Linked DNA regions of Mus musculus: all the other regions are linked to region 2. Evidence: chromatin contacts called from public ChIA-PET and promoter capture Hi-C data. All regions are on one chromosome and are shown on one strand. The core of a region is the stretch at or near the end of the contact, and the rest is flanking DNA. Distances in the headings are between cores, read along the strand shown. Region 1 has its middle 32 kb from the start of 1700019D03Rik. Region 2 holds the start of Osgepl1 (O-sialoglycoprotein endopeptidase-like 1). Region 3 overlaps Stk17b (serine/threonine kinase 17b (apoptosis-inducing)). Region 4 holds the start of Inpp1 (inositol polyphosphate-1-phosphatase).

The links. Promoter capture Hi-C pulls out the DNA fragments that hold promoters and counts their contacts. ChIA-PET counts read pairs in DNA pulled down with a chosen protein or histone mark.
Region 1: a promoter capture Hi-C map of hippocampal neurons shows a contact between it and region 2, with 4 times the contacts expected there. The contact joins the enhancer-like site here to the promoter of Osgepl1 in region 2. A contact is called at or near these places in 7 of 39 promoter capture datasets (the 3T3-L1 cell line, the C10 cell line, the HPC-7 cell line and 4 more) and 1 of 9 other capture datasets (pancreatic islet).
Region 3: an RNA polymerase II ChIA-PET map of memory CD8 T cells shows a contact between it and region 2, with 13 read pairs. The contact joins the enhancer-like site here to the promoter of Osgepl1 in region 2. A contact is called at or near these places in 4 of 39 promoter capture datasets (the 3T3-L1 cell line, the C10 cell line and the HPC-7 cell line) and 2 of 115 datasets of contacts at active chromatin or transcription factors (effector CD8 T cells and memory CD8 T cells).
Region 4: a contact with region 2 is called in a promoter capture Hi-C map of pre-B cells. The contact joins the promoter of Inpp1 here to the promoter of Osgepl1 in region 2. A contact is called at or near these places in 7 of 39 promoter capture datasets (the C10 cell line, hematopoietic stem and progenitor cells, hippocampal neurons and 3 more), 1 of 115 datasets of contacts at active chromatin or transcription factors (astrocytes) and 1 of 9 other capture datasets (adipose tissue).

Annotation. Positions count from the first base shown.
Region 1 is chr1:52,980,521-52,988,367 of GRCm38.p6, reverse strand. It overlaps a transcript of 1700019D03Rik not described here. Among named protein-coding and RNA genes, the nearest start is that of 1700019D03Rik, 32 kb to the right of the region's middle. Within about 2 kb of position 1,462, at least 20 of the 459 cell types and tissues checked have an H3K27ac peak or open chromatin away from gene starts, as enhancers often do. A contact at or near this core is called in hippocampal neurons, where this site is marked.
Region 2 is chr1:53,312,059-53,318,931 of GRCm38.p6, reverse strand. Osgepl1 (O-sialoglycoprotein endopeptidase-like 1) reads right to left here and starts at 5,308. Exons shown (of 8, transcript NM_001285839.1): 1 at 5,074-5,308; 2 at 3,833-4,076; 3 at 643-1,030. The coding sequence starts at 4,053.
Region 3 is chr1:53,759,802-53,767,237 of GRCm38.p6, reverse strand. It overlaps Stk17b (serine/threonine kinase 17b (apoptosis-inducing)), which reads left to right. Exons shown (of 8, transcript NM_133810.3): 4 at 1,173-1,317; 5 at 3,080-3,206; 6 at 4,601-4,649; 7 at 6,077-6,256. Gm32311 (a long non-coding RNA gene) reads right to left here. Exons shown (of 5, transcript XR_373404.3): 5 at 6,293-7,167. Among named protein-coding and RNA genes, the nearest start is that of Stk17b, 22 kb to the left of the region's middle. Within about 2 kb of position 1,692, at least 20 of the 459 cell types and tissues checked have an H3K27ac peak or open chromatin away from gene starts, as enhancers often do.
Region 4 is chr1:52,815,141-52,822,548 of GRCm38.p6, reverse strand. Inpp1 (inositol polyphosphate-1-phosphatase) reads left to right here and starts at 4,861. Exons shown (of 6, transcript NM_008384.2): 1 at 4,861-5,147.

The DNA.
Region 1 (7,847 bases), core at 213-2,712, 330 kb after region 2:
ATTAAGCCTGGTAATAGTCAAAGTGGTTATTTAGTTACAGATGAATTGATCATATATATATATATATATATATATATATATATATATATATATATATGATGTATATAAGTATATTCTGAAACTATAGAATCTGTGTGTAATCTGTTGTCCTTATCCAAGAAAGGAACTAAGGAGTTAAAATGTGGAGGGTGTCATGAGATGGCTCTGGAGTTCCCCCATGCTGCCTCTGCTGGGATTGGCCATGTGACCTAGAAACCTGTGGGAGTTAGGATATTTCAACTGTACAAATAATGCATAGTTATGATTCTCACATGGCTTTAGAGAGTGCCTCAGTTGTACTACAGTCACTAATACACACATTACCTGTCACAGATACCTAGTTTTTTTATATATTGCTAAATATATAAATATATTTACAGGATACATATATGCACTCACATACTCCATGCACACAGGTTTTGTGATACATGTGCTGCAAAACAAGCCAAATAAGCTAAGACCTCAGTATAAACTCACACAGCAAAGCAAGTGTTCTAATAACATAAGCACTGAAGCTTGGCAAGCCCATCCTAAGACTAGCTGTAGCTTTTCAATATTTCCATCCACATCTTGTGGGCATGCCACTCGGTGGATGCTGGTGTTTATGCATGACATCTCCTAGAGTTGTGCCGAAAAGAGCTGGCATATATGCAGTTCTGTTTCTGAACATGGGCATTCATCTTTTAACCTAAGGACACAAGGATATCTGCATCAGTCATCACAGTGGCAGTCCGGTTTCTCATAATGTTCTGCAGTTGGTATGTGCTACTTATGGAATCAATCTGCATCTATCTTAACTGGCATGGGTTTTGCTTTGGTATAAATCAGTATGTGCATTTGTCTTGTTCTGTAAGAGCTGTAGAGCACTGTTTTACATATCTTGTAATTTAATTAGTCTATTAATTTCAGAGTAACAGTTAACTCTTTGCTCGAGTGTGAGGCTGTATAGTGAAAAGCTATAGTTTCCCTTCTTTTATGCTGAAATTTTTCCATTGGAAATTGAATCCATAAATTATTTTTTATAATTAAAAAATATATAGACAAAATAAAAATGAATTTTAAATATCTTTATACACTGATATAGAAAATGGAAATTATTTTGAGTATCTTTATGACCTGTTTGACTGACACACTCATGTCCAGCCATCAACACGTTTTTAAAAGCCAGTAAATACTTGCTATATGCCAGCAACTAAATTGTCCTCTTTAAATATAAAAGCCCATTTCAGGTTTTTTAGACTTTTTTCTTTAAAACAATCCGTTTTCAATATGAACAACAAAAGGCTGTTCTAAGGTCATGAGAGGAGAGGTGATTCATATATATATATATAGGATATTCTAATTTTAGTACTCGGTAGGGTGCAGCATCTGTCAGAAAAGAGAACAGAGCCATCCTGTGAGCAAGAAACAGAAGCTGACAAGCAAATGAGGAGGCAGGGAGCTGTGTGCTGTGTAATCACCGATATTCTAAAGAGCCTGTGGGCTAACTAGGTCCGGAGAGCATCTCCATAAATAGTCTAGTAGACCAGACTCGCCCCTAGAGGAGACCTTGGAGCTGGAAACACTTGCTCTCTGGGCTTCCTCCTCCTCAGTGCCCTGCCTGCAGACAGTATGGCTTCCCATCTAGCTTGAGAGATGTTCTCTCTGACTGCTAATGTCCTTCCCAGGGCCCTGTTCTACATCCTCGTCCATGTTTGTCTTTTTAGAACCAGCTGGGTTTGGGGGCCTTGGGATATTGGGGGCGAAGCATGAGGCAGTTCCTTGGACCAAATTTTAGACCATCTAAAACCAAGCGAAGTTAAGTGACTTACCCCAAGACACAAAGATTTTACAAACCATTGTGCAGCTTGTAAGATCTTATTTTGTTTCTCACCGTTCCCCTTAACTGTTTTTTTGATTCGATGTTTTCTTTATTTAAATTTCAAATGCTTTCCACTTTTCAGGCAAGTCTTCCCTTTGGAACTCCCCCTTCCCACCCCTTTTCCCCTGCTTCTACAAGAGTGTTCACCCCCACACCCACCCACTCCAGTCCTCCTGCCCTGGCATTCCCCTACACTGGGGCATCGAACACTCTCAAGGCCCAAGGGCCTCTCCTCCCACTGATATCCAACAAGGCCATCCTCTGCCACATATGTGTCCAGTGCCATGGGTTGCTCCACGTGTATTCTTTGGTTGGTGGTCCAGTCTCCGGGAGCTCTAGGGGGTCTGCCCTATTGACACTGTTGCTCCCTCCATGGGGCTGCAAATCCCTGCAGCTCCGTCAGTCCCTTTTCCAACACCTCCATCAGGGACCCCAGAGCTCACTCCAATAGTTGGCTTCAAGCATCCACGTCTGTATTTGTCAGGCTCTGTCAGAACCTCTCAGGGGACAGAAATATCAGACTTCCATCAGCAAGCACTTCCTGGCATTCATAGTAGCGTCCCAGTTTGGTGGATTTATATGGGATGGATTCCCAGGTGGGGCAGTCTCTGGATGGCCTTTCCTTCAGTCTCCACACTTTGTTTCCATATTTCCTCCTGTGAGTATTTTGTTCACCCTTCTAAAAGGCAATGAAGCATCCACATTTTGGTCTTTGTTCTTCTTAGAATCTTTGGTATTCCCAGCTTTTGGGTTAATATCCACTAATCAGTGGATATTACATACCACATGTGTTCTTTTGTGACAGAGTTACTTCACTCAGGTTGATATTTTCAAGTTCTATCCATTTGCTTAAAATTTTTCATGAAGTCATTGTTTTTAATAGCTGAGTAGTAGTACTCCATTGTATAAATGTATCACATTTTCTGTGTCCATTGCTCTGTTGAAGGACATCTGGGTTCTTAACAGCTTCTGGGTATTATAAATATAGCTGTTATAAACATAGTAGAGCATGTGTCCTTATTACATGTTGGAGCATCTTCTGGGTATATGCCCAGGAGTGGTATAGCTAGATCCTCAGAAAATATTATGTCAAGTTTTCTGAGGAACTGCCAGACTGATTTCCAGAGTGGTTGTACCAGTTTGCAATCCCACCAGCACCACCTCTTTCTCCACATCCTTGCCAGTACCTGCTGTCACCTGAGTTTTTCATCTTAGCCATTCTGACTGGTGTGAGGTGGCATCTCAGGATTGTTTTGGTTTGCATTTCCCTGATGACAAAGGATGTTGAACATTTCTTTAGGTGCTTCTCAGTCCTTTGAGTTTCCTCAGTTGAGAATTCTCTGTTTAGCTCTGTTCCCCATTTTTAATAGGGTTATTTGGTTCCCTGGAGTCGAACTTCTTGAGTTCTTTGTATATATTGGATATTAGCCCCTCCATCGGATATGACACTGGTAAAGATCTTTTCCCAAACTGTTGGTTGCTGTTTTGTCCTATTGACAGTGTCCTTTGCCTTACAGAAGATTTGCAATTTTATGTGGTCCCATTTGTAGATTGTTGATGTCAATAAGAGCATAAGCCGTTGGAGATTCCAAAGTTCAGGAATGTTTTTTCCCCTGTGCCCATGTGTTTGAGACTTTTCCCCACTTTCTCTTCTATTAGATTCAGTGTATCTGGTTTTATGTGGAGGGCCTTCATCCACTTGGTTATGAGCTTTGTACAGAAAGATAAGAATGGATCAATTTGTATTCTTCTACATGTTGACTATCAGTTGAACCAGCACCATTTGTTGAAAATGCTGTCTTTTTTTCCACTTTTTTTTTTTTAGCTCCTTTGTCAAAGATCAATTGACCAGAGGTGTATGGGTTCATTTCTGGGACTTCTATTCAATTCAATCTACCTGACTGCCACTGTACTAATACCATGTAGTTTTTATCACTATTGCTCTGTAGTACAGCTTGAGGTCAGGGACGGTGAGTCCCTCAGAAGTTCTTTTATTGTTGAGAATAGTTTTTGCTATCCTAGGTTTTTTGTTATTCCAGATGAATTTGAGAATTGCTCTTTCTAACTCTATGAAGAATTGAGTTGGAATTTTGAAGGGGATTGCATTGAATCTGTAGATTGCTTTCTGTAAGATTGCCATTTTCACCATATTAATCCTGCCAATCCATGAGCATGGGAGATCTTTCCATCTTCTGAGATCTTCTTTGATTTCTTTCTTCAGAGACTTGAAGTTCTTGTCATACAGAATTTTTACTTGTTTGGTTAGAATCACACTAAGATACTTTATATTGTTTGTGACTATTGTGAAGAGTGTTGTTTCCCTAATTTCTTTCTCAGCCTATTTATCCTTTGATTATAGGAAGGCTACTGATTTGTTTGAGTTTATTTTATATCCGGCCACTTTGCTGAAGTTGTTTATCATCTAGTGAAGTTTTTAGGGTCACTTAAGTATACTATGATATCATCTGCAAATAGTGATCTTTTGACTTCTTCCTTTCCAATTTGTATCCCTTTGACCTCCTTTTGTTGTCTAAGTGCCTTAGCTAGAACTTTAAGTACTATATTGAATAGATAGGGAAAGAGAGAGCAGCCAGAGGGCACAGAGACAGTATCCAAATTAACAAAATCAGAAATTAAAAGGGAGATATAAAAACAGAAACAGAGGAAATTCAAAAAAATTCATCAGATCCTACTACAAAACCCTATACTCAACACAACTGGAAAATCTGGATGAAATGGACAATTTTCTAGACAAATATCAGTTACCAAAGTTAAATCAGGATCAGATAAACCATCTAAACAGTCCCATAACCCATAAAGAAATAGAAGCAATCATTAAAAGTCTCCCAACCAAAAAAAGCCCAGGACTGGATAGGTTTAGTGAAGAATTCTATCAGACCTTCAAAGAAGACCTAATACCAATACTCATCAAACTATTCCACAAAATAGAAACAGAAGGAATACTAATTCATTCTATGAAGCCAACACTAAGCTGATATCAAAACCTCACAAAGACCCAACAAAGAAATAAAATTTCAAATCAATTTCCCTTTTGAATATCAATGCAATAATACTCAATAAAATTCTCGTAAACCCAATCCAAGAACACATCAAAATGATCATTCGTCACAGTCAAGTATGGTTCATCCCAGGGATGCAGGGATGGTTCACTATACGGAAATCCATCAATGTAATACACTACATAAACAAACTCAAAGAAAAAAAAACAAAAGATTATTTCATTAGATGCTGAAAAATCTTTTGACGAAGTTCAACATCCCTTCATGTTAAAAGTCTTGAAAAGTTTAGGAATTCAAGGCCCATACCTAAATAGTAAAAGCAAACCAGTAGTCAACATTAAACCAAATGAAGAGAAACTTTAAGCAATCCCTTAATTGCTTCTTAATAATTTCCCAAACACACAGCAGTAACCTCTGGGGTTACTTACTGACTGATTCTCAGGCTGGTATCAGAATTCTGTGTATCAATCTTGGTTCCGGGACTCCACGGGACCTAGAAAATCAGTCTGAACAGGTTAGAGGGTGCGCCAGAGAACCGGACAGCTTCTGGGAAAGGCGGAAGCACAGAGCCTCTGAGGCAGCACCCTTGGCGGGCCGCAGACAGCCGGCCACCATCCGGACCAGAGGACAGGTGTCCGCCTGGCTCGGGAGGCAGCCTCAGCCTCAGGAGCAGCGGTCGCCATCTTGGTTCCAGGACTCCCTGGAGCTTAGGAATTTAGCCTGCACAGGTGAGAGTCTGCACCACAGAAGCTGACAGCTTCTGGGGACTGCCAAAACAACACAGCTTCTGAGAAAGGCCCTGTTTTGGGCCTTCTTCTTCGACCAGGAGGAGGTCCAAAAACAAGATATCTGCGCACCTTCCCTGTAAGAGAGCTTGCCAGCAGAGAGTGCTCTGAGCACTGAAACTCAGAGGAGAGAATCTGTCTCCCAGGTCTGCTGAGAGACGGTAACAGAATCACCAGAAGAACAATCTCTAAACAGAGTCAACTATAACTACTAACTCCAGAGATTACCAGATGGCGAAAGGTAAACGTAGGAATCCTACTAACAGGAACCAAGACCACTCACCATCATCAGAACCCAGCACTCCCACTTCGCCCAGTCCAGGGCACCACAACACACCCGAAAACCTAGACCTAGATTTAAAAGCATATCTCATGATGATGGTAGAGGACATCAAGAAGGACTTTAATAAATCACTTAAAGAAATACAGGAGAACACTGCTAAAGAGTTACAAGTCCTTAAAGAAAAACAGGAAAACACAATCAAACAGGTAGAAGTCCTTACAGAAAAAGAGGAAAAAACATACAAACAGGTGATGGAAATGAACAAAACCATACTAGACCTAAAAAGGGAAGTAGACACAATAAAGAAAACTCAAAGTGAGGCAACGCTGGAGATAGAAACCCTAGGAAAGAAATCTGGAACCATAGATTTGAGCATCAGCAACAGAATACAAGAGATGGAAGAGAGAATCTCAGGTGCAGAAGATTCCATAGAGAACATCGGCACAACAATCAAAGAAAATGGAAAATGCAAAAAGATCCTAACTCAAAACATCCAGGAAATCCAGGACACAATGAGAAGACCAAACCTACGGATAATAGGAGTGGATGAGAATGAAGATTTTCAACTCAAAGGACCAGCAAACATCTTCAACAAAATTATTGAAGAAAACTTCCCAAATCTAAAGAAAGAGATGCTCATGAACATACAAGAAGCCTACAGAACTCCAAATAGACTGGACCAGAAAAGAAATTCCTCCCGACACATAATAATCAGAACATCAAATGCACTAAATAAAGATAGAATACTAAAAGCAGCAAGGGAAAATGGTCAAGTAACATATAAAGGCAAGCCTATCAGAATTACACCAGATTTTTCACCAGAGACTATGAAAGTCAGAAGAGCCTGGACAGATGTTATACAGACACTAAGAGAACACAAATTAAGCCGGGAGTGGTGGCGCATGCCTTTAATCCCAGCACTCGGGAGGCAGAGGCAGGCGGATTTCTGAGTTCGAGGCCGGCCTGATCTACAGAGTGAGTGCCAGGACAGCCAGGGCTACAAAGAGAAACCCTGTCTCGAAAAACCAAAAAAAAAAAAAAAAAAAAAAAAAGAGAGAGAGAACACAAATTCCAGCCCAGACTACTATACCCAGCCAAACTCTCAATTACCATAGATGGAGAAACCAAAGTATTCCACGACAAAACCAAATTCACACATTATCTCTCCACGAATCCAGCCCTTCAAAGAATAATAACAGAAAAAAACCAATACAAGAACGGGAACAATGCCCTAGAAAAAACAAGAAGATAATCCCTCAACAAACCTAAAAGAAGACAGCCACAAGAACAGAATGCCAACTTTAACAACAAAAATAACAGGAAGCAACAATTACTTTTCCTTAATATCTCTTAACATCAATGGTCTCAACTCCCCAATAAAAAGACATAGACTAACAAACTGGCTACACAAACAAGACCCAACATTTTGCGGTTTACAGGAGACACATATCAGAGAAAAAGATAGACACTACCTCAGAATAAAAGGCTGGAAAACAATTTTCCAAGCAAATGGTATGAAGAAACAAGCTGGAGTAGCCATCCTAATATCTGATAAGATTGACTTCCAACCCAAAGTCATCAAAAAAGACAAGGAGGGGCACTTCGTTCTCATCAAAGGTAAAATCCTCCAAGAGGAACTCTCAATTCTGAATATCTATGCTCCAAATACAAGGGCAGCCACATTCATTAAAGAAACTTTAGTAAAGCTCAAAGCACACATTGCACCTCACACAATAATAGTGGGAGACTTCAACACACCACTTTCACCAATGGACAGATCATGGAAACAGAAACTAAACAGGGACACAGTGAAACTAACAGAACTGATGAAACAAATGGATCTGACAGATATCTACAGA
Region 2 (6,873 bases), core at 4,059-6,558:
TTCATAAGAAGTATTTGACTAAATATATACCAATACCTGGAAACTATTTGAGCTTTTACATATAAATGTAAAATTTTTATTTTATTAAATGGCTAAAAATTACAAAATTGAGATGGACATAGTGGTGACTCACATCTATCATGCCAGCACATGGGAGGCTGAAGCAGGAGGATCACTGTGAGTTTTGAGTCTAGCATGGGTTACAGAATGAAACCTATCTAAAAGAAAAAGATTTAAAGTTATTACAACTCTTAGGGTTTTTTGTTTTGTTTTGCTCTTTCTGTTGCCCTGGCTGTCCTAGAGCTCACTATGTAGACCTGGGTGGCTTCAAACTCAGGGATCCACATGCCTCTTGTCTCCCAGGAGCTATCATTAAAGATGTGCCCCACTAAGCTTTGCCACAACTCTTGACTTTTAAGACAAGACATTGCTGCATGGCGCAGGTTTGCATCACACTCATTCAAAGGCCAAGGTTGGGCCTTGAATTTGTAGTTTATACTCCTACCCCCACCAAGCCTTTGGTAGTAATTTTTAAAAATAGTTTTTTAAGTCTACTTAGGTAATGTTCTGAATTGCCTAGGTAAGTAGTCTGCAGACTGGCAAGCAGCACCAGAAGGAAAGGAGAAGAACCTGGAAGAGTACCTTGTCAAGCATGTCGCCTGGTGCTATGTCCAAAGACTTCCCAAGGAGCAGGAAATCGGAAACACCTTGGACTAATGCCAACAGGCAGTGACCGCCAGAAATCAAAAGAACTAAAAAAGGAAATTCTACTTTATTGGTGAGCCTAATAGTCAGTGCGTGAGCCTCCATGTGATGAATCGGGATGAATGGCTTTTTAAACTGATTTACTAGCTGTAAGCTAAAGGATAAGCCAACTCCCAAGCTTAGGGCCAGTCCCGGTTTGATGGTAGTTGCAATTGCTGAGAGATCGCTTGGGGTGATTCTACAGGCAGAAAGAGTTTCTTCTACTATTCGTTGAATATTTTCTCTGTGAAGTTGTTGAGCTACTGGAGGAACAATCCCACCTGTTCTGAAACAAAAAGACAGTCTTTAAAAAAACTAGGAAAGAAAATGTTACATTTGAAGGCATTCTTCCAAATGAATCACTGTAGAAAGCACATTGTGTGCTTTATAATGTAAGTCCGATATGAGTTCAATATTGTCGCAGACTTTTCATGCTGTGTTCAAAACCCCTGAGTTTACTTCTGATGAATGACGTCACCAGAATAGCATTATAAAGCACTTCAAAGGGGTCATAAACAAAGGAAGGACAGGCTAATCCATTTAGCTCAAATCAACATTTTGAGGTGAGAATTTCAGAAATTACTGCAAGAGTAATTTGTCAAAAGTAACTATATTTAGACTCCACAAGAGAATATGAAGAGTCCAGGCATCAAAGATAACTCATATTTGGTAGGGATGACTGCGAGAAGAAGAAAATAAAACAGTGAGAAATATGAAGACAGTTTTGTGAAGATGAGTTTATTTTTAAACACAGTACACTTGAGGTCACACCAGGACAGGAGATAGCTTGCAATCCTAAAATAAAGTTTGGGAATTTAGTGCTCAGAGTTAGTGGTTGGGATTTTGGGTCTATGTGGGACAGCGGTTGATCACACAAATGTTAAGAATTAGCAGGGAGGGTTGGGAATACAGCTCAGTGGTAAAGCACTTGTCTAACATACTCAGGGCCTTGCATTCAGTCTCGAGCATGGGAAAAACAACAGGTGGAACTTGGCCAGCAACAAATATAGTAGCATGTAACTGGTTTACAGTCTGACACAGGGTCTGTAAGATTTACCTCTGGTCTGAACACATCACTGTAAAATATTTGCCACTTTAAGACCAGGTGGATAATTTCTATACAGATATGAAAATGCTGACAACATTCAATAAACACTTAGTTACTACTTTATATACTTATTTGTCTCAGAGTCATTTGAGTTTCAAGGCTCATTTAAAAAAATCTAGTACGTAATTTACACATTTTAGATTACATTTTTATTTATTTAGGGGAGGGCTGGTGAATGTAGAGGTGGTAAGAAAACAACCTGCAGAGTCAGTGTCCTCCTCCTACCATGTGAAGTTCCAGGGGCTGAACTCTGGTCAGGAGGGACCTTTACTAACGAGCCATTTCACTTCCCCTTAACATTCCATTTTATCTTAGTCTCCACACTTAATGTTTAGTTTAGTAACACTCTCACTGCCACCACCAAATGCAAAGTCTCTTTACTTTTCTAGCTGTGTCTTTTGATTCCTGGAGACCATCACAGATTGTGATGTCAGAAAACACTAGAAAGCAATATGCTGACTGGTTTTTTTCCATATCAAAATATTTGATTGGAATTTGAGAGTTTGAATGTTTGAGTTCAAGTCCTTTCCTCCCATTCATTTCTTCCTTTTTATAGCCATTTCATGCCTTCTTTGGTGTTTTCTTCAATAAAAATTATGCTAAACAATAAAGACAAATAATGAGTAAAACGGTGGCCTTATTCTCCAATAAGCAATGAGAACACATTTTATAATCATGTTTTAATTTGTATAAAGAATGCAGATGATGAGGGAAATGCAGAGATAAGGACATTGTTTAAATTTGAAGTTAGAGTCTAGGTAAGAGGCAAGGGAGGACTGAACTAAGTTGATGAGGAAGCAGGACTTGAGGGTTATATTTACAACAGCTGGATGGCTGACTTGGATAGGAAGTGGCAAGGAAAAAGTGGTGGTCTGAAAGAAGGGACATGCTAGCAACCAGTGCCTTACTACTACACTTCCTACCCTGCAATGATCTCTTCACTGTGTTGACAGGCACAGAACTGCTATTAGTAATGGCTACACTGTATTGAACCACTTATACTTGTCAAAAACTACAGCAAGTGTGCTAAAATAATTCACATTTATTTACATTTACTACATTGGCATTATGATTATCTGGATTTTACAGACAAGAAAGTTGAAAAAAATGCATGCTCTCAGTGTGACAGATTATGTAACTACACATCAGCCTGAGGCAAGCAAGTAGAGACGACAGGTGAAACTCCCACCTGATTTTAGAGTAATCTAAAAAACACAAACTAGAGATTATGTTTAAAATGTGGATTTCCACTTTCTTTTGAAAATTATGATACTCTAATCATTTTAAATTTTAAATTTTAAATACTCTAATCATTTTACATTCTTGAGTGACAATTGGTTAAAGCTAAGTATATTTTACACTTTATATCCAGTCCAATTGTTTAAGTCACTGGTCCTCTGGTCATCTGCAAACAGCTGGGTTTAAAAACCCAAGCTTAATACAACAATGTCTTAAGTACTATGTGAATTCTATGTGTACATGTGAATAGTTTTGTTTTTTTAAACTATCAGATGATGCTTTCCTGGGACTGCTGTTGAAACCACAAAGCATATATACAGGGGGAAAAGGCATCATTGAGAAAAACATCATAAAATTTATTAGTTCTGGGAATGGTTGTTGCTTCCTTCTGTTATAAGGATTGGCAAATGTTGAGACCCTACTGTGAACTGGGGAAGCCTTAAAAGCCAAGACAAGGTATGAGATATTTCTACAGCAGGTTTTGGTTTGTCTGTTGTTTTCTTTTTTGAGACAAGTCTCACTGAGTGGCACTGGCTGGCCTGGAACATCTGCCTACCTCTGCAGTGCTGGTATTAAAGGTGTGTACCATAAGGCATAGCTATTTATCGTGGTACTTAGTGGTCTTATACAATAGAAAAGAATTTAACTATTAAATTTTGACTTTTATACATGATAAATGGAAAAGAGTGGTGACATTTTTCTTTAAAAAGGCAGAAAATGACCCAAACCTTTGCTACTTACTTCAGATGAACCTGAGTTTGGGAGTGCAGTGCTTCCCCCAGCACATTCCCAGTTTCATCCACCACAGCCGCTCCTGTGTCATCACAGCTGGTTTCAATTCCCAGGACCAGTTTATGACAAGAGAGAGTTCTGGGATGAACACTAAATCTTCTTAAAAATCCATAAACTTTACTCTTTGGGGGCTTGGGAATAGCTCCTGCTGTCCTTCTTAACATTAGCATATTTGTTACTCTACAAATACTTCCTAGAAAAGAGTTACAGAAATATTATGTCATTTGCAATGAATTCATTTATTTAAACAAAATAATGAATGTTATCTTATTTTTTAAGTATGCAGACTTCAAAATTTTAAGAACATTTGTAAAAACATTATCAAAATCTTTTAGAGGTCCTAGAAATCACTAGATAGGAATAAATCAAATTTTGCAAGAGAAAAATGAGAAGCATATAAAATGATTATAATGTATCAAGTTGAGCACCCCCAAAGTGAAAGAAGCTCTAAAGCACGCTACCACCTGAGTTGTTAGTGGAAACACAAAAAGTACTAAAAATATTATTGTATAAAATTGCCTTAGCTGTGTTTACAGGATGCAAATGAAACACGAATTTCACATCTATACCTGGGTTTCATCCTCAAATTGGTCACGAATATGGCACATCGCAAAATTAAAAAAAATTTTTTTTTGAAATTTGGAACACTTCTGGTCCAGGCATTTTGGGTAAACCATGCTCAACACGCACTTTATACAACAGTTAATGTTATAGTATAATAGTTATGTGGACAGTACTACTTAAAGTGATGTTAAAAATTAAAGGCAAATAGAACAAATCAAAAATAAAGGCCTCCCATTTATTGACTCCCCTCTCCCCCAGAAAATAGTGTACTGCATTTGGACAGTTTATTAAAATATTATGCTCACTAATCAGGATTTAATTTTGTATTTTGGAAGCAAGCCCTCTCATAAAGTTCATTGTAAAAAACAAGCAAAAACCCCCGGCATCTCTGCAAAGACAACCGTAAACACTTATCCAATCTTCGGATTCACATCTCCACTTTTTGTAATAGGTTCACCACCCAAACCTCTTCCTAAACCCTTCTCCCCACATCAACTCCTCCCCAAAAGGTAGCAATCCATCCATCACTAAACATAAACACTCTAGTATTCCCACACTGCAAGACGTGTGGAATGAGCAAAACTGGGGTTAGAAATACAGTGAACGCGTCAACTGGGAAAGCAGACCTGCAGTGACTGGGCTGAGAGTAAACTACGCGCAGATTTCAGTCGTGAGCTCCCACAGCCTCTCCAGAAGAATTAGTTTTGGACAACACAGCTGGAATCTGTTGCTGGAAAGCAACGGAGTCTCTGTTGGTGGTGAGCAAAAGCTTGGGACAGGAAAGACGTGCGCGGGAGCAGTCTCCATTCCCCTTAGGAAACTGCGGGCGCCCGCACTACGCAGGCGCCCGGAAGTGACGTCACCGCCCTTGGGCCGGCGGTCCTTCTCTTGTCTTAGTAAAGAAATGCTTAATAACTTCTTATAGCCCCAGGCGTTCCTGCCAGGTTTGTGAATACCAGGTCTTTTACTAAGTCACGCTGATAGCGACTCATGAAAAGGTGTCCAGATTCAGTAGATCTCACTGTGCCCACACTATGCCGCATTTAAGGAAAGGGTTCTGCCCTCCGTTAGAACTTTGCTGCCACCAAGAGAAAAAGGGTAGGATTTACTGTCATTCTATTTTAGGAAAGCTGTCACCAGACTTAAAAGGTAGTGGCCTGAGAAACCTTCCATTTTCATGGGGAAAGTATTTTCATCAGAAGTCAGAACACCCGCAAAAACAGCACTTGATTCTCAGTGAAGTGTATTTGGTTGTACAGTTTAAACAACTGCTGCATTTATCATCCCAAGTGAAGCACCCATGGCATTCTATAGCCCCGGATTACTAGGTCAGCTTTCAACTTTCTGTATAGCATGTACTAATTATTGCATCTTGCTTTGTTTTTGTTGGTCTGGTTTGTGAACCTGTTAGTACAATCAAATGGATGTATTCCAAATCTTTCCTCTCTACCTAAACTTTAAAACTGTAGCAAGCAAAGGCTTTACAATGCAAGGCTGGGAAGGGCTTGGATCTTTGCTTTGATGAGTTAAAAAACCACCACCACCACCACCAGGTAACTCTTCTCACAGACTTACACTAAACTCTAGGAGAAGGTACTAGTAAATTCATAATTACAATATTGAACTTACTTTTAAAAAAATTGAGACTTTTTTCAACCTGTGACAATAAAGTAACAATTTTGTGCCAGCAGGGTCAGGAACACATCCAGGAGATACTGTGCTTGGTGGCCTCATTTACAGATAATTGGGCTGCTAATTTTGAATGAATTTAGTCACAGAGTTAAGTGCCTCTGACTAACACAGAATGGGCCAGGGCAACCTTGAGTCTGGAACCTGTTTGGTTAAATACCAGAAGTCAAACTCATTTGTAACCTTCAGGTGAATTTAATAGGAAGAATTTTACAATACTTATACCTTACGTGTTCCACTTAGATGCATGTACATGTGTATGAAATATAAAAATCTATGATTCAGGTTCTTGCAATGTTGTCCAGAACTCGCGGACTTCTTTTTGTAAGCCTCCACAGTAACTGGGACTACAAATACCCACTCCTGTAGGCCTACCTGGACTTTATCACACATTCATCCAGACTGTTCCTTTATGGCAGGTACTTTCTTAGTTGTGAGAGCTAAAAACTTAAGGTTAACCCTCGATCTTCAATGCAGATAATTGAAAGGTAGAGAACTGGAAATGCACACAAAGTGGAGTAACCTGGAGAAGGCTGAGTGGTTTGAATGGCTGTATCTGTAGCCTGGCAAGATCATGACCTAATTCCTTGGTTTCTGCATCTGATTCCTCTCCAGGCTTTGGCTTGGAAGTGACTGGACTCTAGATTACTGAGTCACACATCACAAATTGCTAGAAAACCATTTAAAAGTCATCAGAACTTGTTAGTTTATTAACTTGTGAAAAAATGTAATAATGT
Region 3 (7,436 bases), core at 443-2,942, 450 kb before region 2:
TTACACTCTTTAGCTTTTTGAAGACTATATAGCAAAAGCTTCCCTTGAAACAGAATAGCTTGGAAGGGGAACTTGCCTATAATTAACAAGTGGCAACTTTGCCTTTGTAAGATACCCTTTTTTGTTAGGAAATTACAAAGTTCTTTCGATTAAATATGTCATTGTAGAAGACATTTTAAAAGTCCATGTGATAGCTAATTTAACAGCAGCCAGAATGAATTCTTGATTTCTGTGACACAACTGTGAGCATCCTGGTGACCTGTGTCTTGCTTTGTATGATTTTCTCAGTTCATGGTGTATTCTATACCTTGTAAAGTGCCTAGCAAACAAGTTTCTGAAAACCTAGCGTGTCATCTTTTCATTTCTTACTTTCTTAGAATTGTATTCGCAGTATTATAATAGTGGCACCATTGCAGGAATATAGTAGGCCAATCTATTTTTGAGTGGGATTTTTAGTTACAGTAAACGGTTTTAACTAAAAAGGGAGGGGTGAAGGTATATTGCCAGCCTACACTATGGACTTCCACTCCTTCTTCAAGACACACCAGGGAAGGATGTGGGAGGTAAACACTGATGCACAGATAAAGTGGCCAGTATATTAAATATTCATGAAGATAAATTTATTTCTTTTTCAGATTGCACGTTTCCTATCTTGCCTTCCTATGCCTGATTTTGTAGTCTACTAATATAAATGCAATAACTACTAATATAAATACAACAGTGGTGTGAAATTTCTGATACTTAGACTGCCTTATCATGATACCTCAAGTCAGATAATAAAGTTAGTTTCATGAATTTTCATGTTTTGAATGAGTGGAATAGGATTGAAGTGAAGTGTATGTCATTGGTGCCTTCAGACATGTTCCTTACCAGCTGATAGTGTTTCCTATGTTGTCATGAAACAGTGCCAGCAGCAAATCCTTCCCTTGGAACGCTGCGTACAGATTAATCAGTGACAGCTTACAGCTGCATTGGTGCTTGGAACATTCAACTTGGAACTGAAGTTTGAGAGCACTGAATCCTATTTACAACATGTTTCTTAGTCTTGACAGACAGAGATGGTATACCTGACATTTACATGGCTGTGTGGTTTTCACTTAATAGGTATACAGTATTTAAAGGTTATTTTTAGGTAAATGATTTTAAAAGGTTCCATTTTAATTTTCTTTCAGTGCTGCGGGTGGAGAAATTTTCAACCTGTGTTTACCTGAGTTAGCCGAAATGGTATCTGAAAATGATGTTATCAGACTCATTAAACAAATCCTTGAAGGAGTTCATTATCTACATCAGAATAACATTGTTCACCTTGATTTAAAGGTATGTTAATGTGATTTAAACTAACACAACATTAGTGTTCCTTCTGTGTTCTTGGAGGTTCAGTGCTAGGGTGCTGTTGATACAAGCAAGTTGTGTTGTGGTCCTCTAGACTACAGTGGGTGCCCTCTGCTGTGTGAGCTGTGTTAACTGTGAGTTGTGTGTGAGCTGTGAGCTTTGTATTGCAGACAGGAAAAGCTGCATGTGGGATAAGCTTGAGTTAAAACCCATCATCCTTATACTAGTTCCTGCTCCCCCCTACTCCTAGAGGCCGACCCAGACCTTTCCTAGCACCGCCTCCCTTTGAAGAGATTGGTGCTGATGGCTGTCTAATGTGCTCTCTTTGCTCCTTATTGCTCTGCTCCAGATCTCACTCATCTTCTCTAAAGCGTGATGGCCTTTGTCTTGTGCAGATTAGTCAGAGGCCTTACCCTAGTCCCCAGAACCACTCGATGCTTTCTGGTAATGCTGTTCTTTCTTGTCTTTCTCCACAACTACTCACAGACTTTAAAGTCTGAAGGAACCTGTCTTGTGTTTATTAAACAATGGCCTCCACTCTGCCTATAGAGTTTGTCTGTATGAGCCTTTGGGTTCCTTTGCCACTTTCATAACATAATTCCAAAATCACTGCATGCCATAGCCCAGGCTTATCTCTGATTTCCAAATCTTTTCCCAACTGTGGTTTCAATTTGAATCCATTTGAAAGTTCTGTAAATACTTTAAAATGTACAATGTCCAGCTGTCTCTTCTATCCCTTAGGAAAACAACCAAAACCGAAACCAAACACACAAAAAGCCAGCAACAACAAAAAACCAGCACCATCTGCATTTGTCCCTCGTGGAGAGGAAGGAAAATTTTCCAGTCCAGCCTCCCCACTGGCTCTTCTGTAATGACATAAATGGGAAAGGGGCAACAGAGTAGGTAGCTGGGTGATTATCAATGACCAGCAAATTTTTGGTCTTTGTCCTGATCAAGGCAAAGTGACTCATACAGCACTTGAAGTAGGGGTAGCCTGTAAACCTGGTTTTTAATACCATAACCATGAAGCTGGCAACAGAGGTGACTTGTCTCTTCTAGTAGTCTCTTGTCACCCAGTTAAGACTGTTAGGATTTTTTGTGCACAGACTTTGAGCAGCACTTCTACACTTACAGTGGGCTCTGATAGGACTTTGTCATAGTCTGCACCTGCAACAAGAAAGTCAAATCATATGTCTCTAGGAGACAGTGGAGGATACATACATCTTAATGTCTAAGCTATAAACCTTGGGACAGTCAGGCCCAGCTCATCTAGAGCCATCACATGATTCAGAATCACTTTCTACTCTGGATGGGATATGTATGCTAATTCTTTCATGCTTACTCTGCTATCAGTCAGGCCTTTTTAATTTCCTATAAGACTTGGCTTGAGCATCATCTCTACTGCAAAGACTTCATGTGCTTGGCTCTCTCTCTCTCTCTCTCTCTCTCTCTCTCTCTCTGTGTGTGTGTGTGTGTGTGTATGTGTACACGTGTGCTTGCCACTTCAACTTTTCATGGACAGAATTTGGTACATCTTAAAAACTAAAAGTCCGTGTCTGTGAATTTCCTCATCATGAAATATGTACTCTTCCTAATTGGGAGTTCAGTGGATATTGGGATAAAGTATCTAAGAAACGTGTAAGTTCTAAGCAACAGGTTCTACTCAATTTATCTTTAATCTAGGATAATAGGATAAGTACCCTCCTTCATTGTCTATTGCTCATCACCTTTTATGTGCTTTATTTAGCCACAGAATATACTTTTGAGCAGTATATACCCACTCGGGGACATAAAAATTGTAGATTTTGGAATGTCTCGAAAAATTGGGAATGCAAGTGAGCTTCGGGAAATCATGGGAACACCTGAATACTTAGGTAAGAATTCCATCTTATTTTTTATATCATTTTGAATTCTTTAACAGTATGTTTTATGATAGAGGTATAGCTCATGAGGTAGAGTGCTTGCTTAGTGCCAAAAATAAACCGGAAAGCCCTCACCTATTTTAGATTACACAATACCAGGACTCACTTGATTCAGAAGTTGAATGCATTCAAATTTGTTTATGACTCATTAGATGAGTTATAGTGAAATCAGGAATATGTAAGCATTTGGAACAACTCACAGGACATGGGCTAAGTATAAACGTATGTACGTGTTTATACTGGCTTTGTATGTAAGGAGAAGAGGAAAGCATAAGAGGGAAATCAGTAGCAAATTGGTAAAAGATAGCGATGAGAGAAACAGAGCCAAGCAGTCCGAGAGCCTCTGAGGTCGCTGCAATGGCTCTTACATCTGCTTCTGTCTGCTCCTGGCCAGAGCGAGCTGTGTACAGTGCAGCCTTTGGTTTCACAGGGGCCGCTCAGTGTTTGTCGCTGTTGTTTTCAAATGTGAGGGTTTCTAATAGGACTGTTAAGAGGCTTCTGGGCAAAAAGATACCAGAAAAGATGATGAGATAATCTAGGATGATGTACTAAATTAACAAATTTGATTATTCATACAACAAACTCTTAAGATGTGTGAAAAGCATATAAGCATCAAATATTTTGAGATAGCTATCTTTTTTTTTTTTACCTTCTGTTATTGTTCAGATGAATATTTCCATTGAAAAGATAATGGCAAACAGAACAGGTCTCATGAGCTAGGCAGTTATATCCCAGAAATGAAAATCGCTAACTCTTGAATGCTAATATGGCTATAGTGTCCTGTACTACAGAGTTATAGTTAATAATAACATAGTTCACAAAAATATACAAAAAGGTCATGTGTAGCTTGGGAACACTGAACATATATAATTCAAAGGTATGAATCATGAGAATGTTAGAGGTGAGAAAGTTCTTTTTGGAGAGATGAAAACATGTTAAGAACATGATCTGTTTTACCCTTAAGAGATAAGCTTACATGAAGCCAACAAGATAATATAAGTTAGTAAAAAGCAATAAAACTATACTTGTAAAGATTGTGCTCCTGCCTTTTCATTTCTTCCTAACACTTTTCCTGAGGTCATCTGGGATGCACTGGCTCTCCTACTGCAGAGCCTCAAGCTCCTCTAGGACAGCACTGGCTTGGTCCACTGCCCACTTCTTCATGAGATTTTCAAATATTAAATATGTCTTAATGTCTAATTTCAAAGTAATTAAAACCCTACTAAATCTCTACTGAGTTTATATTACTCTGCCTTTTATGACAAATCAAGTTCTTTCTAATTTAATGTGAGGTGATAATCATGTTTTAAAGTTTGCCTATGCTGAGCCTTAATTTTCTCTTTCAGCTCCAGAAATCCTCAACTATGATCCCATTACCACAGCAACAGATATGTGGTAAGACTACTGGTGACCTAAGTAACCATTTTTCAAAATTGAATAATATATACTTAGGTTATAGAAAACAGCTTTAATATTTTTATGGATTCTTTGTGAATTTCACATCACTTACCCCTGTCTCACTCATCTCCACATCCCCTCATCTCTACCCATCGTCCTTATAACCTCCTCCCCTAAAATAAAACACATACATACAAACAGACAAACAAAGCATAGAAAACATCTCATTGTGGGAGCTGTAGTGTGTCACAGTGTGTCCCACAGTAGATCCCTCTGTCTGCATATATGTTCATTGCAATGAGTCATTGGTCTGGTTTGAGGTCTCTGGCTTCCAACAATATTGGATCCTCACTGCGACACCTCTTGGTTATCTTGTTGTTGCCCTGTGTCATGGAAATCCTGCAGTGTTGGGACAGCAGGACTGACCCTTTCAGGCTTTCCAGCCATTCACAGATGATACAGATTTTGGGGTGGGCCAATTCAGATAGCTGACTTGGCTAGCCCACTGACTCTCCTAAGGCTTTCTTTCAAAAATTTTATTCAAAAGATACCATTGAAGAATTTTTACCTACTTCTCAGTAAGCTCTTGAGCCAGAGACATAGAAATAGAAACTCCCTCCCATTGATCATCTCAGTTGAGTAAGAGTGAACCAGCCTGTATCAGTGACACACACTCTGTAGTCAAGTAAATTGCTCAGGAAGCTAGGATGACACATCAGTCAAAACATGAGGCCCTGCCTAACTATGCCAGTCTAGAAGAGTTAAGTATTTGCTGAACAGAATGAGGTCAGAAGCACACAGATGCTTAAGTTTTTAAGGGTTCACCTGTAGGGAATAATGGGGTTTGCAGCCATCTCAGAGAGACCTTCACAGGGGGCAGCACAGGTATTGGCACTGGAACTTCTGTTGAGACCAACTGACTTCGTAGTCCAAGTGAAGAGTTTAGCCTTATTGTCTTTGAAGCTAATGGGTTTGTAGTGGCACAAAAGGTCTGATGGCTAAGTCCACGTGTAAAGCATACTGTGCTGATTTGTTCTGGTTCCTGGCCGCCTTGCTCTTGACATATTTACAGCTTTGAGAAGTTCTACCCAGCCAGCTTTGTGCTTTGTCAGACTTGTAGCCTTTTTCACAGAACCCTGGCTCTCATGGGGCAGACCAACAAGTGTCTGTACTGAAGGCTGTAGATAAAATGATATTTTCAATGGATTATGTTTAAGTTATATGTAACATATCTGTGGACTCCCTGTTCTCTTGGTGAGGCAAATGTAACACAACTATTTTTGTTTCTGTGGTACAGTAATCTCTAGAAGTCATTTTAAGTATTTTTTAAACTTTGCCAGACTTGTGGACTATTAATTGTACTGCCTATAAATACTGTTAAATTGATGCATTTTAAGTTTCCTTCTCCCTCCTTTGTTTTTCAGGAATATTGGCATAATAGCGTATATGTTGTTAACTCATACATCACCATTTGTAGGAGAAGATAATCAAGAAACATATCTGAATATTTCTCAAGTGAATGTAGATTATTCAGAAGAAATGTTTTCATCAGTTTCACAGCTGGCCACAGACTTCATCCAGAGCCTTCTAGTAAAGAACCCAGAGTAAGCAATGGCCTTATTTAAATTATTAAATTATTAATTAAATTATTACAAACCAAATAATGTGTGCCTGCTAAAGACGCATTCTACCCAAAATGTCACTTATGGCTCTTTTATCCTGTGTTTGGAAACTGTTGCGAGATTCTCAGGAAGTTGAAGGGAACTACTAGGAAAGCAGGTGGGGCTATGGGGAAGCAGCGGGGAGGGTGTCTCAGTAACAAAGCCTATTATGTGCATGTATAGAATTATTTCAGTGAAACCTATTTAAAAAATTAAAAAATGACAGTAAAAGAAAATTACTGTTAAAGTCACAAGAAAGGTACATTTTAAGGTTATATAAAATTATACATTGATAAAACGTAAATAAAGTTGATATAAAAGTCCATTAAATAGCAAATATGTATCTATAAGCAAAAAAAAAAAAAAAAAGCCATAACTTACAACAGGAAGTTTAGAATGAAGGTAAGATTTGAAGTAAATGTTTTCTCAACCAACTGCTAATCCATGGCTTACTACAATGGGATGTCAGTGTGAATGATTTCTAGTTAAATTGGTCTGTTACATAACAGGCAGAATTTACTGAACACCAGATCTTAAAGGAATAAATGTATACTCATGAGTGGCTTCATTTTATATGTAAAAATGTTCAAACTTTGATTGCTTAAAAAAAGCAGACATCCTGGAAGTAGAGAGTCTCTTTCACCCTGGCATGCACTAAACATGCAGTGCATCGTAGAATTAACGGAAGAGAGTACTGGACCCTCGCTCCAGACCCTTGATTATTGGCAGTTTTGAGGCAATAAAAGCACAGCTCTTGTTTAAGAAGCCCTAGAGCTGCAGCCTGCAGGCCAGTGGTCTCACTTTCTAGACTTCTCGTTTGACAGATGCTCTCCTAGAGGACTCAGTTTCTTTACCTGCAAGATAAAAAAATAGGTTTCTAAATATTTTATTGGATTACTTTAATTCCAGACAACTCTTTCAAGGTATATATTAGGCATAAATACTTATTTTATATAGAGTAATATGGTTTCTGTTTATAAGCCATTTTTGTTTTCTTAAATAGTCTTTGCCTATGTTCTAAATTTTCTATAATAAACACAGTACTACTTTAATTATAAAAAAAAACTATATACAGAAACAAAAGATTAGAAATATCTATCTACCAAGTGATTACTGTTTAATC
Region 4 (7,408 bases), core at 3,612-6,111, 500 kb after region 2:
TTGTTGCTATTTCTTAATTGTAATTTGTTGGTTATGAATAGTAATGTAAATATCTGTGTTTTCTGGTGTTCTTATGTGACCCCTGTGAAAGGGTCTCTCAATTCCTATGGGGGTTGTGACAGTGGTTGAGAACCACTGTCTACAACTTTAAAAATTCAAACCTTTTATTTTTCTCAAGAGTGATGAATTACTTCTATTAGATACTTTTCTCATCCTTGTGATCAAATGCCTGATAGAAACTACTCTAGGCAGAAGAATCTCTTTTTGGCTTACTTTCATTAAATGAAGGTATGGTAGAGTCCTGGTAGCAGTGTGTGGTAGGTACCTGAGAAAAGCCAAGAAAGAGAAGGGGGAAAGGAAGAAAGAAGGAAGGGGCAGGGAGAGAGTTCTCACCAGAAGCAGAGCTGTGTTATACCATAAAGTCCCACCACTATGACTTTTCCTCCATAAGGGAGGCCCCATGTTCAGAAAGTTTCAGAACCCCCCCCCCCAAAGTAGTGCTTCTAGCTGGGGACTGAATATTCAAACACAGAAGGGACAGCTTATCTTTGAACCATAGTATTTCATTCCTGTCCTATAGGCTTATCATCAGTTCATAGTGAAAAACAGATTCTATCTATCTGCAAAGGTCTACATTGTCTTATAGCTTCAACACTTTTCAAAGCCAAAGTCCACAGTCTAAGTAAGACTGCCAGCAATTTCTTAATTATAAGTAAAGGGGGGGGGGGAGCAAGTCACCTATTCTTAACATAAAATGGCATAGGGCAAAAACATCCTGTCCTGAAAGGGGTATCTGAGACCATAGCAAGGAAGGACTGATCCAAAGCAAAATGAAACCCCTGTATGCCAAACCCTGCAGTCTTATATGGTACAACCTGGGATCCTGTGGAATTTGATAACCCTTCCCTACAGCACATGTGGTCTTTCTTGGGCCAAGTCCAGTCTCTGGCTGCAGCTTCCAATGGCAGATATTTCATGTTTTTAGTATCTCTAGCATCCTTAAATCCACTGTTACTTAAGCTTCACCTTCTAAGCTTCCTGAACTACCCACAAAGATGTTGTTTCATTCACGGGTCCAATCCTGATCCATATTATCTGTCCCCAGCAACTGTCTAGAACCTTGGTGTGAACTTCTAAAATAGTATAACTCTGGAATCTTGCATGCTTGTAAAATCAGTACTAAATGCTGCTGTGGGCCCAAATACATAGGCTGGCTCTCTCTCAACTCAGCTGTGGCAGCCTCTGATTATCAATATGGCAGAACCCAGGAAGATAGCTTCCATGCTGGGTGAGATGAGTAGGTGGCCTGGAGCTTTCAATGAAGTGCTGTCTTGTACTGGAGGAGCGACTCCTCTTGCAGCAGGGAGCAAGGAAGTTCTCTCTTAGCTGTGTCACTCATTGTTAACAGGCAGCAGCATTTCCAGCAGTGACTTTGTTCATGATTGTAAATTTACTCTCCCTCCTTTCCTGGCCCAAATGCATATCTTTACATGGTTCTGCTTCACTTTCTGCTAAGAGCTCTCAGTGCAAATCTAGACAAATGCAACAAGAACAAATCCCGTGCTGCACTGAAATTTCCTCCACAAAATAAATTCATCCTTTGAATTTGAATTACTCATTTGAATTCAGTGTCACTTGTATTTGCTGGAAATGTGCCTAGAGTCTTTGTGAAACTGTAACACAAATGGCCTCCAGGCCAGTTCCCTCCCCTTCCCCACCAAAACCTCCTGAGACCTGTCTGTCTGTCTGTCCTTCTATTGGCATTCTGCTCCCCTACATTCCCACCAGAAGGCCTGCTAAGCTCTGCATGGACCGTTCTGAGGCTCGTCTGGTCTACAGCTCCAACTTCTTCCACATTCGGAAGGAACCCCATCGCTCACTCCTCTGCTCTCCCAGTGAGACTGCACCCCCACTCCCTCCTAACAGTTCTGAAACTCATGAAAATAGTGCCAGAAACTGAGGCTGAAAGCTCCAATGGGTGAGCTGGCGGGTAACATTTTTACAGTTAAACCATGCAGTCTGAGAAAGGTTTTTAAATGATGACTGGGTAATACCACGTGAGTACGAGAGCCAAATTTCTAGGTTCAAACTTAGCCTCACCAAACACTACTACAAGTTTGAGTAAACTAACCCCTTTACAACTTAATTTTTTTATAACTATTTCTTTACAATATACTATAAAGATTTATTATAATGACTATTTATAATAATGATGCAGTTGTTTTTTTAAATATAAAATGAAGATAACCACAACTCTCGTATGTTCATAGCAGCCTTATTTATAATAGCCAGAAGCTGGAAAGAACCCAGATACCCCTCAACAGAGGAATGGGTACAGAAAATGTGGTACATTTACACAATGGTGTACTATTCAGCTATTAAAAAGAATGAATTTATGAAATTCCTAGGCAAATGGATGGACCTGGAGGGCATCATCCTGAGTGAGGTAACCCAATAACAAAAGAACTCACACAATATGTACTCACTGATAAGTGGATATTAGCCCAGAAACCTAGGATACCCAAGATATAAGATACAATTTGCTAAACACATGAAACTCAAGAAGAACGAAGACCAAAGTGTGGACACTTTGCCCCTTCTTAGAACTGGGAACAAAACACCCATGGAAGAAGTTACAGAGACACAGTTTGGAGCTGAGACGAAAGGATGAACCATCTAGAGACTGCCATATCCAGGGATCCATCCCATAATCAGCCTCCAAACGCTGACACCATTGCATACACTAGCAAGATTTTGCTGAAAGGACCCTGATATAGCTGTCTCTTGTGAGACTAGGCCGGAGCCTAGCAAACACAGAAGTGGATGCTCACAGTCAGCTATTGGATGGATCACAGGGCCCCCAATGGAGGAGCTAGAGAAAGTACCCAAGGAGCTAAAAGGATCTGCAACCCTATAGGGGGAACAACAATATGAACTACCCAGTACCCCCCAGAGCTCGTGTCTCTAGCTGCATATGTATCAGAAGATGGCCTTAGTCGGCCATCAGTGGAAAAAGAGGCCCATTGGTCGTACAAACTTTATCTGCCTCAGTACAGGGGAACGCCAGGGCCAAGAAGTGGGAATGGGTGGGGGATCGTGTGGGGGACTTTTGGGATAGCATTGGAAATGTAACTGAAATAAATACCTAATTAAAAATTATTTTTTATGATTATAACTGTGTGTATGTGAGCACACAGGTGTGCTGTGGCGCATAAATGGAGGCCAGAGCACAATTTTGGGGAGTCAGTCCTCTCTATTCACCATGTGGGTACCAGAAATCCAAGTGAGTTCATCAGGCTTGGTGGCATGCACTTTTACCTGCTGTGCCATCTCATCAGTTATGAGGTAAGACTTACCAGTTATCCAGCTCTTATAGCTGTGTGTTAGAGCTGCAAGAGACTGCTGCAATAGCAATGGCAGCCATAAACATGGAATTCTAAAAGTTTGTGGATTGACATCTAGATCCGGTTTGGTAAAAGGGTCACTAAGTGTGAGTGGCAAAGTTGACAGTGAGGAGGAGGAAATGTGCCTTGATCACCAGCAGTTTGCTCCAAGTGTTAATAGAGATCAGAGCAAGCAAGTGATCCAGTGAGATACGTATTGTAGGGTGGTCTCTGCACCTGCAGAGAAATGGGCTAGAGTCATAGCTCCTACTCTAGCCCCTCCCCAGTTCTGCTCCTAGATACAAATCTACTCCCATTTCCTTATGGTAAATGTCACATTTATATTATTCCTTGATTTTGCTGTCATGGATATGATTTCATAATTAATATCAGCTGTAACACCAAGAATGGACTTAAGAGAATGGAACTAAAGGACAATATGAGGATCTAGGCATGGTAGCACCCATCTGTACTCCCAGCACCCAGAAGGCAGAAGCAGGAGGATAGCGAATTTGAGGCCAGCAAGGGTTATAAAGTGAGACTCTTACCAAAAACAAAACAAAACAAAGTAAAAGTGAGAAAGAAGGCTGAATCCACTGAACCTGTGAGTGAATGGAAGGCGGATGGGGAATGGAAGTGGGTGAGGTGCCATCGCAGTACTGCGCATAAATAAATGGGAGCTTGGGGAGAGGTTGATGAGAAAGCCTGCAGGCTAGAATTGTTGAAGTGCTTCCCAGTTCCAGCCACAGAATAAATCACAGGGAAGCCGGATAAATCTTACCAGGACAGAAGGGCCCAGAGCACTCACAGAGACTCTGAGCCCCTTCTATCCCAAAGTTGAATGTTGCCCTTTTTAAAATTCTTACCCTTGCTGCCCTTTGTCCATCACCACCCATTTCTATTTCCACCTACCACTCCCAACTATATCTTTAAGTCACACTGAGCATTAGTTTAAAAGGGTTGCAGCAAGAGATGAGTTTCCCACCCAACATGTGCTTCTTGCCTGGCTGGGCCTTGACCCACAACTAATAAGGTCCAGAAGACACTGCTTTGACTAAACAAACATGTAGGAACCTAGACGCTTCTATTAGAACAGGGGGACTCATTCTAGCAGGAAGTCCAACTTCACAGCTTCAAACCATCTGTCAAACCCATAACACCAAGGGTTCAAATGAATGGAGGAGGAATATTCTCAAAGACTTTTTGGGTGCTTCTGAAGAAACAATGCACACCAAGAACTGTGGTTGAGGCAACCCTGACCTTTCTGGCCCTCTCAAGCAAATTGACAAAGCTTCACTTGTGACGTCGCGGAGGCCAGACTCAGGCTGGCTGGCGTGGGATGCCCTCGCCCGCCCCAGAAGCAAGAGGCCACCCGCCCCGGGGGAAAGAGGCGGGGCCGGGACCTGGCAGAAACTGGGCTGCACTGCTGGAGCCAAGAGAGGCAGGGCGCCTCCCCGCCTTCGCTGCGGTGACCTCCGGTGTTTTCCTGGCGGCTTGCCCTCCGGCTGTGCCCGCCACAGGAGGATTGCGCCAGGTCCCAGCGCGACCACCTCCAGGCGTTGGCACTCCCTTCCTCCTCTCTCGCCCCTCCTCCGCCTCTTCCGTTTCTCTGGGAAAGGCTGTATCCTCCTTGGGGCTCTGCATCCTCGCTTAGGTAATCCGCTTTCCTGCTTTCGCCACCCCTCCCCGGTGTCCAGCGTCTCCACCTCCGCGCATTTGGGTCCCCGCGAGCCTCGCGCGCTCCATCGCCTCTGCAGAGGGCAGGTGAGTCGGTCTCCGGCCGAAGGCTACTGGCCTCGGCGCCTGGGCCTGCGAGGTACCGGGTCGCTGCATCGAGGCCTCTCCGGCCTGCCCGTGCCCACCCACACAGAGCCCGAACCCCGAACCGAGAGGCTAAGCTCGCGGATCACGCCGCCCCCTTAGCTCTGCAGAAGCCACCGAAAGAAATCCAATCGCCCGCAGAGTAGCTTCTTCTGCTCGGTTCTTTCCATTCCTACCACTAGCCTCTAGGTTGAATGAGGTGATCTGAGAATGGTCAGAAGCAGAGGCCCAGGTTCCACGGGTAGGTGGCGTAGCTGTCAAGAAGTAGGGGAGCAGTTTGCCTGAGAGATGCTTCTAACGTGGATCCACGTTGACTGTCTCTAGAGACCCATTGGATGGGTGTAGACTAAACAGTCCGGGGGTATATTTTTTCTACATTTTGAAGTATGGTTTTGTGAGACATGTCTAGGCAGTGGGTGTGGACAGCATAGAAGGGTGTCATCTAAATTATCTAACCTGGCTTTGGTAAAAATCATATGGACTGTCAGACATGAGGTGTGAAAGAAAAATCTAGGGAATACACGTTAACAAGCGCGGTGTGTACTTTGGAGATTTCTGTCCTTAAAACTAGGACCGGAACACGTGGAAGTTTGCCCACTGTGTGAGGGTGTTCGCGTCAAAAGGACTGCGGCTTGAGGCCGTGCGGACAGGACTCTTAATATATATGTATCCCATGCAGAATGAATCTTTCTGTTTTGTTTTGTTTTGCTTTGCTTTTTTGGCTCCTTGCCCTTAATTCCCAGTTTTAATCAGATGGTAAGACTTAGGTCCACCCACCTGGTAACAATCTAAGGAAGAAAACAACCCCAGGGACTACTTTTGGCTGATGGACTAGCAAGATGACCTCAGTCAGGCATCTGAAAGTACAGAATGAAAGGGAAAATACAGGCAACGGGAAAGCCGATTTTAACCCCTGCACGTGCCTGTTTGCTGTTTTCTTAAGAACTTACATTTAAAGGACTTTTATAATACTTTTGCAGTTAATTCTTAGCAATGAAGAAGACTGTGTAAGACACATAAAGTTACACTTCAGTTTTTGAATAGACTAAGAACTCTTCTTTGCAAGTTTTTGAACTAAGCCACCACTTGCACCTTAGACTCTCACTCTGTAGTGTGAAGTTCATTATTGCACATTTAGATTATACTTGTACTTGGAGTAATTGGAGAAAAAATTCTAATTTATTTTTAGACACAGAAGGCCAATAAAAATACAAGCAATAAAGGTAAATCGTTATATAGGTATTTCCTCTTTTACTTCGATCTTGAATAATAATTAGAAAAATGATGCTTTATTCTATTTCATGTTACACCAAAACTGCCTAAAAGATAAATAAGTAATCAATTAAAAACAAACATCTTCCATTTTAAAGAGTGGCACAGATGTGGACTTTCCCCAGGTGGGAGTCTTGTATAAATGTCTTCCTTAAAATACTTAGGGTGTCCTAAGAAGCTCAGAATGACTCAATGTTGGGCTTTTGTCTGGGTTAGTTTGGAAATAAAAGTGTTGCTTCCTGTTTCTCACAATTAGTATGGAGTTGTGTTTCCTAAACGTAGCTGTTTACTAACAATGGAAGATAATAGTAGAAGGCTAGACAGAGGTGGGGAGGGGCATGGCTCACTGAAGAAGTAGTCCCTGTCTCAAGAACCCATACAAAAGGTGGGTAGGCCTAGCCTTCATCTAGCACTACCAGCATTCGGGAGGCAGAGGTGGATTCTTAGGACAGGCTGACTAGCTAGGGTAGCTGTAGTGAGCTCCAGCTTCAGTGAGAGACCCTGCTACAATAAATAAATGGAGACACCAAACTTCAGCTTTGGGCTTCCAAATGCATGCACACAGGCATCTACAAACACTGGACCATGCATGCATGCACTCGCACATATACCACAACCACCTACACAAAAAGATACTTGGTTGCAACTTGGTCGCAGTGTTTAGCTACAAAGTTAGGGTCTCAGGTGTCCCAGACTGGACTCAAACCCTGGGAGGCAGAGGGTGGCCTTGAGCTTGAGTTTCCTGTTTCCCCCTCTCCAGTGCTGGCATTACAGGCGAGTGCCACCACACTAGGTGATTGTGCAAGGTTGGGGACGGATCCCAGGGCCCCAGGCATGTTTGGAATCCACCTTACTGACTGAGCTCCCTCCATACCCCACAACTTAGTACTTTACAAGTCATAATTTCAAAAATACAATTAAAATAGACAGCG